Regions from separate parts of the Zea mays genome. Here region 2 is linked to region 1. A link is a contact called in public Hi-C data. All regions are on one chromosome and are shown on one strand. The core of a region is the stretch at or near the end of the contact, and the rest is flanking DNA. Distances in the headings are between cores, read along the strand shown.

Region 1 (4,616 bases), core at 663-3,162:
TCTTTGCTGTTACGCCGAAGCTTTCCTGCTCAGCACCTTCGGCTCTGAATCAAGCTTCGTATTATTCCGGTCTGCTGCAATGCCGACTTTAGTTTGAGGGTACCTGTTCACACATTGTACTACAGAAATACTGTTAAATCCAGTTTTTGAGGACCTTCGGACGCCGAAGGTCCCCAACAGTGCTATCGGTGCAAAACTTTTTTCTTTTGTACCCCCCCATCACACAAAATCAGAACGCCTCTACCCACAAAATTCTAAAGGCGATCAAACATTTGTCCCTTTTTCTTTCCGAACACGCTGAACAATTAGAATTCAGAAAGAAGCTCTTGAGCTATTGATAATCCTCTCCATCCCAAATTATAGGCCGTTTTGGCTTTCTGGCACTTAGCTTTTGCTAGCCATCTAGGTATATGCCAGATCTTGTATCTAGAAAAGTCAAAACAGAAACGAATGTGATAGATCACAACTGCTAATCATTATCACCAACCGTTACATACAATACAAGGAATACCTTTGTATGAACAAGGAACTAAGTCAGTAGCAGCAGCAACACCTCTAGTTGCCACATCAACGGTTTAGCCCAGTCCGAGTTCCTTCTTCAGATTCTCAAGAGCGGCCTCTATTTCAGAAAGACCATCATCAAAGCTGTTCGTCGACGTCTTGTCATCCTTAGCGCTTTTTGCCTGCTGTCCAAACTGGGTGTATGGGTCATCTCCAGTGACGTCCTCTGGTCTCGAGTCATCAATCTTCAACTCATTCTCCAGAAACTCTACAAATTCCTCGCCAATTGCCTGATGGAGCAGAACACGGTGCAGGGTTTAGCATGACATTCTCCGCAAATATAACTAGTAGCTGGCCTGGCCTTGTCTATGCAGCTATACATGTGACACAAACTTACAATAATCGACATAGAGTTGAATAAAGAGAACTTACTGCCAACTCTTCCCAAAGGCTTTTAGGTTTCTGATCCGAATTCAACCCAGCTTCCCAGTTCTGAAATTCTGTTTGCAAATCTTTAAGGAAGTCCGCTGCAAAAAAAGCACGACCATTATTATGATCTCAGATTCGCAGTAGGGGTGAAGACATTTTGGTGAACTGGAACAAAAGAGCCTTATAGCTCCACAAGACAAGCACTAAGGTCTCAATTTTTCTTTCCCAGTAGAACAATGGAACCTCACTCGACCCCTTTGGTCACATCAACGATCTAGTTTTTACTGACAGCGGGGAGAGAATTCAGTACCAAATCCATAGAACGGCTCTTCTGCAGCAGCTGATTTGCTCTCCCGGGAGCTGGAGGACCAGGACGAATCCGAACTGCTGCTCGCGTACTTGGATCGTGACTCTGAGTTCATCAGAGTGTTGTAAGCGTGCTTGATCCGCAGAAACTTCTCCTGAGCATTGGGCTGCATTGGCAACAAAATCCACGAGGCTGGCGGTGAGCAGAGCCATCTCAATCCCCAGCGTTCCAATAAATCCGGTAGAGATCATTTCAAAAGCGCGAGCAATCAGCAGGGTTCGGTCGCCACACGCACCTCCTTGTTCACGTCCGGGTGGTACTTGAGCGCGAGGCGGCGGTACGCGCGCTTGATCTCGTTGGGCGCCGCCGACGGCGACACGCCGAGCACCTCGTATGGGGACTCCCTCTGCCCGCCGCCGCCGGCCCCGGTGCGCGCCCTCACGCTCGAACGTCGCCAGCGAGGCGCCGGGCCGCGGCAGGAGAGGGGCGCGGAGGGACCCGGGCTGGAGGCGGCGGCGACAGCTATGCTGACCAAGGGAGGCGGAGGCCAAGGTGCAACGAGGCGGCCATGGAAGGCGGTGAGTGGCAGGGGCGGACAGAGAGCGGCGGCCCGCAGCTGTAGCGCCATGGCGCAGCAGGACCGCCAGCAGGAGGCAGAGGAGATAGCTAGATTTGCTGCCTTCTGAATGGCTCGCGACGAATCATCGACGGACGGGAGTAGGCAAAATCACCCACCGTCCAGATCGAACGCGAGAATCGGACGGCCATCCTTCAAGCTGAAAGTAACATATGCCTGCAAGCAGGCGCAAGCTCTTCAGCATCTCTAGAACTAGACCCGTGAAATTATAACTATCGGATCGGATTAAGATATATCAGCAATCATGGAAGCATCAGAAAATGAGCAATCGAGCAAGAGAATTCGCATGTAGTGTTAATTTACGAGCATCACGTGATACAGTATCTGTCTGTCATCTTCCCAGTCTTCTCATAAAAACATACTCAGAACAGAAATGCGGTGCAAATTACAAGAACCACAACTGAGGTTCGAAGAAGGTCAGGCATCCATCAGATCTGATCTTTCAGCTTTCAACACCCATGGTGGAGCCTAAGAACTAGTATCGGCATAAGAAGGCCGTCAAAACTTAAGCAGCAATGGCGGAGCCTTCTTTCCGCTGCCAGAGTCAGAGTCATCTTCCTGAGCAGGTCTTGCAGCCGCCCACGCACGAAGCGGTGGCTCAAACATCTTCCCTGCAACGTCTGGTGGCGGCTGTTGGGGAGCATCCTCTCCCGGAAGCACGACGAGGCCCTTCTCCCTGAGAGACGAAGGTTCGTTGTAGCACTCCTTCCAGAGTGAATCCACCAGCTGCCGCTCCTCGCGAGCAGCGTGGAGATCGTCAGTGTCCATTGCGCTGATCCCTTCTATTCGGCTCTTGAGCATGTCTTTCAGCTTTTCTTGGTCAGGTAGCGCGTTACCAGATGTCTTGTCCCGCGCCAACTCAAGGAGGCCGCCTAGAGCAGCTTCACGCACTAAGGAATCATCGCTGGACACAAGGTGCATCATCAGCTTCGGAAGACCAAGCTCTGTGGCAACACTCCTGTCTGCCTTGTAGTTGTGCAGCAAGTATTGTATGAGATTGAGAGCTTTCCTGCATCAAAACAACAGAACTATGTTGATTCACATTGCAGGGGAAAAACAGATTTCAACTGCAGAAAAATAAAATCATCTAATACAAATCGGAATCCGGCATTGAAGTTCAGCAAAATATAGACTACCACAAGACCAACACTACTATTAAAAAGGAATTTTAATATTGCTTCTATTAGTATGTGGCTGGTCATTTAGGACTCCAGGGATAATTTTGGTAGTGATGTGAACTGTGCCCCTGTTATATCCCATTTCTACTGTCTTAACACCATTTTAAGAAAAATAACCCGATGGTACAACATGTCTAGCAGAATGCTGGGTGTACTGTTACCATGACATACCTTTGGAGTCTGGCATCATCGGAACCAAGAGCATCCTTCAATCCAGCATAGCCATTTCCCAATCGAAATGCGGAAACTCCAGGCTGGTTATGACGAATTAGAGCTGCAAACGAATTGTACGAAGTTTTGTTAGCGTGGCCAACATAAAATACAGTAAAACTTAACTGCACATTCAATCAGAAGTTTGTATGCTGAGTGATACTTACAAGATATGGCTCCTAAAGCTTTTGTGCGTGCATTTGTACTTGGATCTGATTTGAAGTTCGTCAACAGTGGCTCTAGCCCATTGGATTCCATGACAAGTTGCTGACTCTTGGGATTATTCTGCACAATTGTACTAACAACTTCTGCTGCCTTTGCTCGGATGCCAGCATTTGAATTTTTCAAGTAACCAAGTAGAGGATCCAGCCCACCAATAGAATGTAGATCTATTTGAATAATGTATACACATTAGGAGTTGGGACTTGCACAATAACCACTAGGACAAGCATTTACAAGAGAATGATGATTACAACTATGTATCTTACCATTTGCCATGTCAATGGATTCAACATGCTCCTGTAGCTCATCCAACATATCTGAAAATAGAGTAAGTAATTTTTTATTCCGGATCCAACACCAAGAACTAAATAACAAGGATGATAAATACCAATGCCCATAAAGTCAATCTCCAAAGAGGATACACGACCAAATAAGATTGGAGACGTCATTTAGCAGGCAAGCGAAAGCACATAAACACCATCAATCATGAATTCCTTATATGACCATGACCATCAACTATGAATTTCTTTTGCCAAAGAAATATAATAGTACTTAGGGCATCCGCTGTTAGCTTTGAGCGTTACGGAAATCATTTGGCAGATCAATTAACAGCCTAGAGCCCTAGAGCCCTACAATCACATTGTTTCTTTGTTTATTGTGTTTCCACATCTTGCTACCACACCGTGCTGCACATACTAAAAGTTGTGTGCATCCTGCTGCTGTGTTAAATACTCTCATGTTCCTAGTCAGATTAGAAGTGTGAGAACCTTCACCGATTACTAAACATATAAGCAGTAAAGAACCTAGTTAGACTAGAAGTGTGAGGATCTTCACCGATTACTAAACATATAAACAATAAAGGTCAATGATTCGGAAATGGGCCAAGCCATTTTCGTAGAGAAAATAAAATCAACTAAGGAAGCATTGGAATGCCACCAGACAATACCTTCGATGTTCTCAGGGGTCACGCCCTGAGACTGCAAGACATCTTCTGGAGTTTTCATCACCTGAGTGATCTCCTTCATCCTCTTCACAACATCTACCGTGTTGGCTTGCATAGCATCCATGAACCATTTTCTGTCTTCCTCGCTGCAGAACAAAAACAATGAAATTAAGAACCACACTAACATTT
Region 2 (4,341 bases), core at 1,685-4,184, 190 kb before region 1:
CAGTAACGAAGAAATGTCGGTAAAATGCTATACCGATTTCGATGTCGTTATCGATGAAATAATTCTGATACCATTTTCGTTTTCGAAAAATACCGTTACCGATAAATTCGAAAAAAACGGCTACCGGAATTCCAAAAAATCTGAAAATGTTTTTATGGACGTGACTTATAATCAATAGGGTAATACCTATGGTTATGTGGTGTAAGTCATAAAGCTCAAGATCAAGCTCAAGGAGTGAACAAGGTCACTAGAAGAAGTTGTGTCAAAGTTATAACCTATAAGCAACCCAAAAGAGTTAAGTTCACTTTGACCTTTAGTTTGAGTTGTTCATGTGTTTGGATATGTTTTATGTAACCAATGCAGGGTGTTGGAGCTCATAGATGACAAACTAGATCAAGTCAACTTGACTTGATTGTTTGGAGTCCAACATGAACCTCAAACAAGCTAAAATGGGTAAAACAATGAAAAAGATTAAGTATGCAAGGTTTGAGTGTTCAACTATATTACATACACCTTTTACTACATGTTTGGTTCTTTGGTTTACTCTCTAACTCAGCTTGTAGAGAAAGTGCCATTTCGAATTCTGTTTGACGAGAAACAGAAAAATTGAAAAAAGAATGGGAAAAATGTAACTCTCTAGGACTTAGTCGATTGGATTATGCTCTAATTATGTGTGTATAAGTCATATAAAAGTTCTCCCAAGAGTTGAGATTGATTGGAGAAGAAATGGAGAAAAAGGACTCACTGTAGCATGTCTATGTGCACCGGACCTGCTACAGTATTAGGTCCGTGCGCCAAGAGTGAAGTGGCTGGTTTCAGGTTTTTTTGGCTAAAAATCATCGGACCTGCTACAATATTGGTCATGTACACCGAACCATCTACATAGCCTCTATAGTACTTGGTCCGTGGTGCACTAGACCTGCTATAGGACTTAGTCCGTGGCGCACTGAACCTGCTACAGGTCCGGTGCACCAATGGCTAGCTGTTTTAGGAAGGAAAGTGTCAATCAGATCCCGAACTAGGGGCACACGAACTGGTTCGGTGCGCCCGCAGTTAGCCCAATTTTGGCATCTTTTTGCACGGAAAGGGCAACGACTAGGGGCTCTTTGGGGGCTATAAGAGGACGCCTATGCGTCCATAATCAAGTGAAAAGGCTCCCAGTGCAGCACCAATTTGTAGACACGTTGCAAATCAATTCTGTCTTCCTTTCTTGTGTATTTCTTTCTAATTTGTGTATTGGCACAGTTATAAGCCAAGAGAGAGAGTAGAGGAGTGCTACTGCAAGTTAGAATGAGCAAGATCTTGAGCAAATGAAGGTGTTACTCCATCGGAGTGCTGTCGAGAAGATTGTAAACAACCGTGGCATCGTTGTAACCAACATCGACATAGTGGAAGCCTCAATCTGCCAGAGAGCGGTGCTGCAGCTCCATACGGAAGAATTTGGGAAGCCGTGTGATTCAATATTTGAGCATAGTTTTCTCTTTTCAGAGCCACTCTGTTCTATATGGAACCGATCCAAACAACAACAAATTAGGAGTGGAGCGACTCCATATCACCATACTCCGAAACCAAACACTAGAGCAACTTTAATAGTTCTCTAAACAACTCTATAAATCTTAAATTTGAGAAGTGAACAGAAAAATACTTCTCCAATAGTTTTTCGAATATATTTGCTAAATTTAATTACTTGCTATCTAACTCTATTTGCTCTCCACATTTGGCAACTCGATAGGAACTCTCTAAACGCAGTTGACGTCAATTTCTTCACATTCGCGCGCTCATTTCCCCCTTTTCCACACAGTGAAGTAGCCAGGTATGGCGTGCTATTTTTTTCACTTTCCTGCATATAGCGAGGTAACTAGGTTCAACGTGCGTAACACAAGCTTCTCCTCCATCATTGGACCAATGTTGTCCCACAGCTGATAGGTTGCGTCATCGGACCACCGCTCCTTCATAGATCATGTCGACCGACTTTTTCCCCTCCACCTTCGATTTCCTTTGCTCTCAACCAGATTCGACCTAAATATGAACAATCATTAGAGATTAAGTTATTTTTTACTCCCAATTACTATTTAGCAACTTGCTAAACACGGCTTTAGCAAACTCTTTTTTAGAGAATTATTGGAGTTGCTCAATAGTATCAGAGAAGCAGGTATAGGGCCTTCCGACCAGATTAGTCACGACATAAAGGCACTGTCCTCTAAAGCTTGTTCCGGTGGAGTTCACTCCTGAGAGTAGTAAAAGTCGAATGTGGAGTTTGCAATTCCTACTCTCACGTCATAATCATCAAAATCAGAGGAGTGACGGCGAGGCTGACAAAAAAAAATTTGGAATGTTCTACGAGTATGGCGGGCCTTGCTGGGCTGGGTAAAACTAGTTAGGAATTCCGAGTGGTTAACGACAATCGTGGCCACTTTCCAGTGAAAGAGAAGGAACCCGGTTCTCGGCCCAAACCACGAGTCCATGGGGCCTTTCATTCCCCTGTGCAACTCTAGGCCAGCAGCCCGTCCCCGTGCGTGAAGACGTGCAGTGCAGATACGCTGACACCGAAAAGGAGTTGGACGGAGAGGTGGTAAAATTATACAAGGGGCACATAGATTAAAAAAAAACGAAAAATTATACTAGGAACTACTGCTACAGCAATAGTTTTTAAAAAATATTGTACAGTACCGTGTGAGAAGGGTGTGGCCGCCGGCGCAGGACATCCGGACGAGGGCTGGATGGACATGTCGGCGTGGGGCCACCACAGTGGCGCTCTCGATCTTATCTTGGGTGACTCATTTCCGCATGTGAAACAGCCACCACGCTCGGACTTATCAACTGCCATTCACCGGTCACCCTCTTTTGCGCGTAGCTCCCTCGAGTTATCATATTTTTAGCTACCCTCGCGTAGCATTTGCCAAACTAGAAAACAAAAAGATAGTCATTGCGTAGCATTTCCCAATTATATCCTACCAGAGGGTTTCTTCTCCAAGTTGGCTGTTTATTATCTGCCTGCCACCACTTGCTCGCTTATCAGTGGGCGCGTCGCGTGGGGGGGCCCGCCTGTGGACGGTTTCTATTTCTATAAAGAAGGCTTCTCCTTCTATTAGCCGCGTACAGCAGCAAGCAAAGCAAGCAAGAGATAGACAAGCAGCTCCAGTCCAACCAAGAACAAACAACAACCGCAGCAAGAGGAGAGGAGGCTCACCGGTCGCGACCAAATTCTCCCAGAGACGGTCGGAAATGAGGAGCCAAGCGCTGTTCTTCCTCACGATCGCCCTTCTCACCGTGCTCGCGCGATCCAGCAACAGGCACCACCACCACCACTCCCACGTTCAAAGCAGAGGTATGTAGGAAAGCTTAACTAGTTCAAGATTTGTCCTTTCGGTTATTCAGTCTGGCTGGCTCACGGGGTTCCGAATCGGTCTGCGGTTTCAGGGCAGGGAGCAGCATCAGGAGGAGGAGGAGGAGGGGAGCTGGCGAGCCGGGGGAAGGCGGCGGCGCGCGCGTGGCCGTGCTGCGACAGCTGCGGCGGCTGCACCAGGTCGGAGCCACGGCTGTGCCGGTGCCTGGACGCGGCGCCCCGCGGGTGCCACCCGGCCTGCAGGGACTGCGTCAAGTCCAGCCTCAGCGCCGACCCGCCGGTGTACCAGTGCATGGACCGCGTCCCCGACTTCTGCCTGCGCCGCTGCACCGCGCCCGCCGCCGCCGCGCGGTGACCAGGCGACTGGTTTCTGCTTGCTCTTGAGTCTTGACCCACCCACCCACCACCAACCGCTCCAGCCTTTCGCCCACCCCACCGCCGGCGAATCGTGTCGTCTGAACTCTGAGCCAGCTGTGGATTAGGTTTTTTTTTGTTGTTGTTGCGTGGAAAGAGAGGCTGTGAGAGACGAGGGATGTGTAATCTGATGAGCGAACAACCGACCAAACCAACCTTGGACGCTGTCCTGTCCGTCTGTGGTGTGGTGTGGTGTGTTGTGTTGTCCTTTTTCTTGTTCTTCTGTTTTCTTTTGTTTTTAATCCGACTTCACACTGCTCTGCGCTGTATGGTTGACTCTTCTCGTCTGTGAGGAGACGAGCACGGTGAATCGCCGAGACTGGGGAAAAGACGCTTGCTTTTCTTGCTTGCCGTTCACAGCATGAGCTTTGAGCTTTCGACAGGGAACACGCCGCGGCTTATGCTCATCATGTTGTTGTCTGGATATTTTGGGAGGGGAGCAGAGACGGTCGTGCCTATTCATGGCTGAAGATGATGCACCTGGACGCTAATCCGGCGGCAGGACGAGGACGAGGCTGGCTGAGAGGCAGGTTCATCTACCGCGGGACACGAAGGTTGCTTTGCTCTCACTGACCCGAGGC

The links. A called contact is a pair of places that touch in the nucleus more often than the background predicts.
Region 2: a Hi-C map of ear shows a contact between it and region 1, with 1.8 times the contacts expected there. The contact joins the promoter of LOC103644262 here to the promoter of LOC100217267 in region 1. A contact is called at or near these places in 2 of 25 Hi-C or Micro-C datasets (ear and tassel).

Annotation. Positions count from the first base shown.
Region 1 is chr1:300,798,602-300,803,217 of Zm-B73-REFERENCE-NAM-5.0, reverse strand. It overlaps LOC100217267 (heat shock protein DnaJ), which reads right to left and starts at 1,912. Exons shown (of 4, transcript NM_001143619.2): 1 at 1,533-1,912; 2 at 1,241-1,403; 3 at 934-1,028; 4 at 1-791. The coding sequence starts at 1,865. The coding sequence ends at 576. It overlaps LOC100279983 (Fes1A), which reads right to left. Exons shown (of 6, transcript NM_001152931.2): 2 at 4,431-4,573; 3 at 3,751-3,801; 4 at 3,430-3,651; 5 at 3,224-3,326; 6 at 2,207-2,883. The coding sequence ends at 2,373.
Region 2 is chr1:300,993,926-300,998,266 of Zm-B73-REFERENCE-NAM-5.0, reverse strand. It overlaps LOC103644262 (Bowman-Birk type trypsin inhibitor), which reads left to right and starts at 2,934. Exons shown (of 2, transcript XM_008667468.4): 1 at 2,934-3,328; 2 at 3,421-4,122. The coding sequence starts at 3,226. The coding sequence ends at 3,701.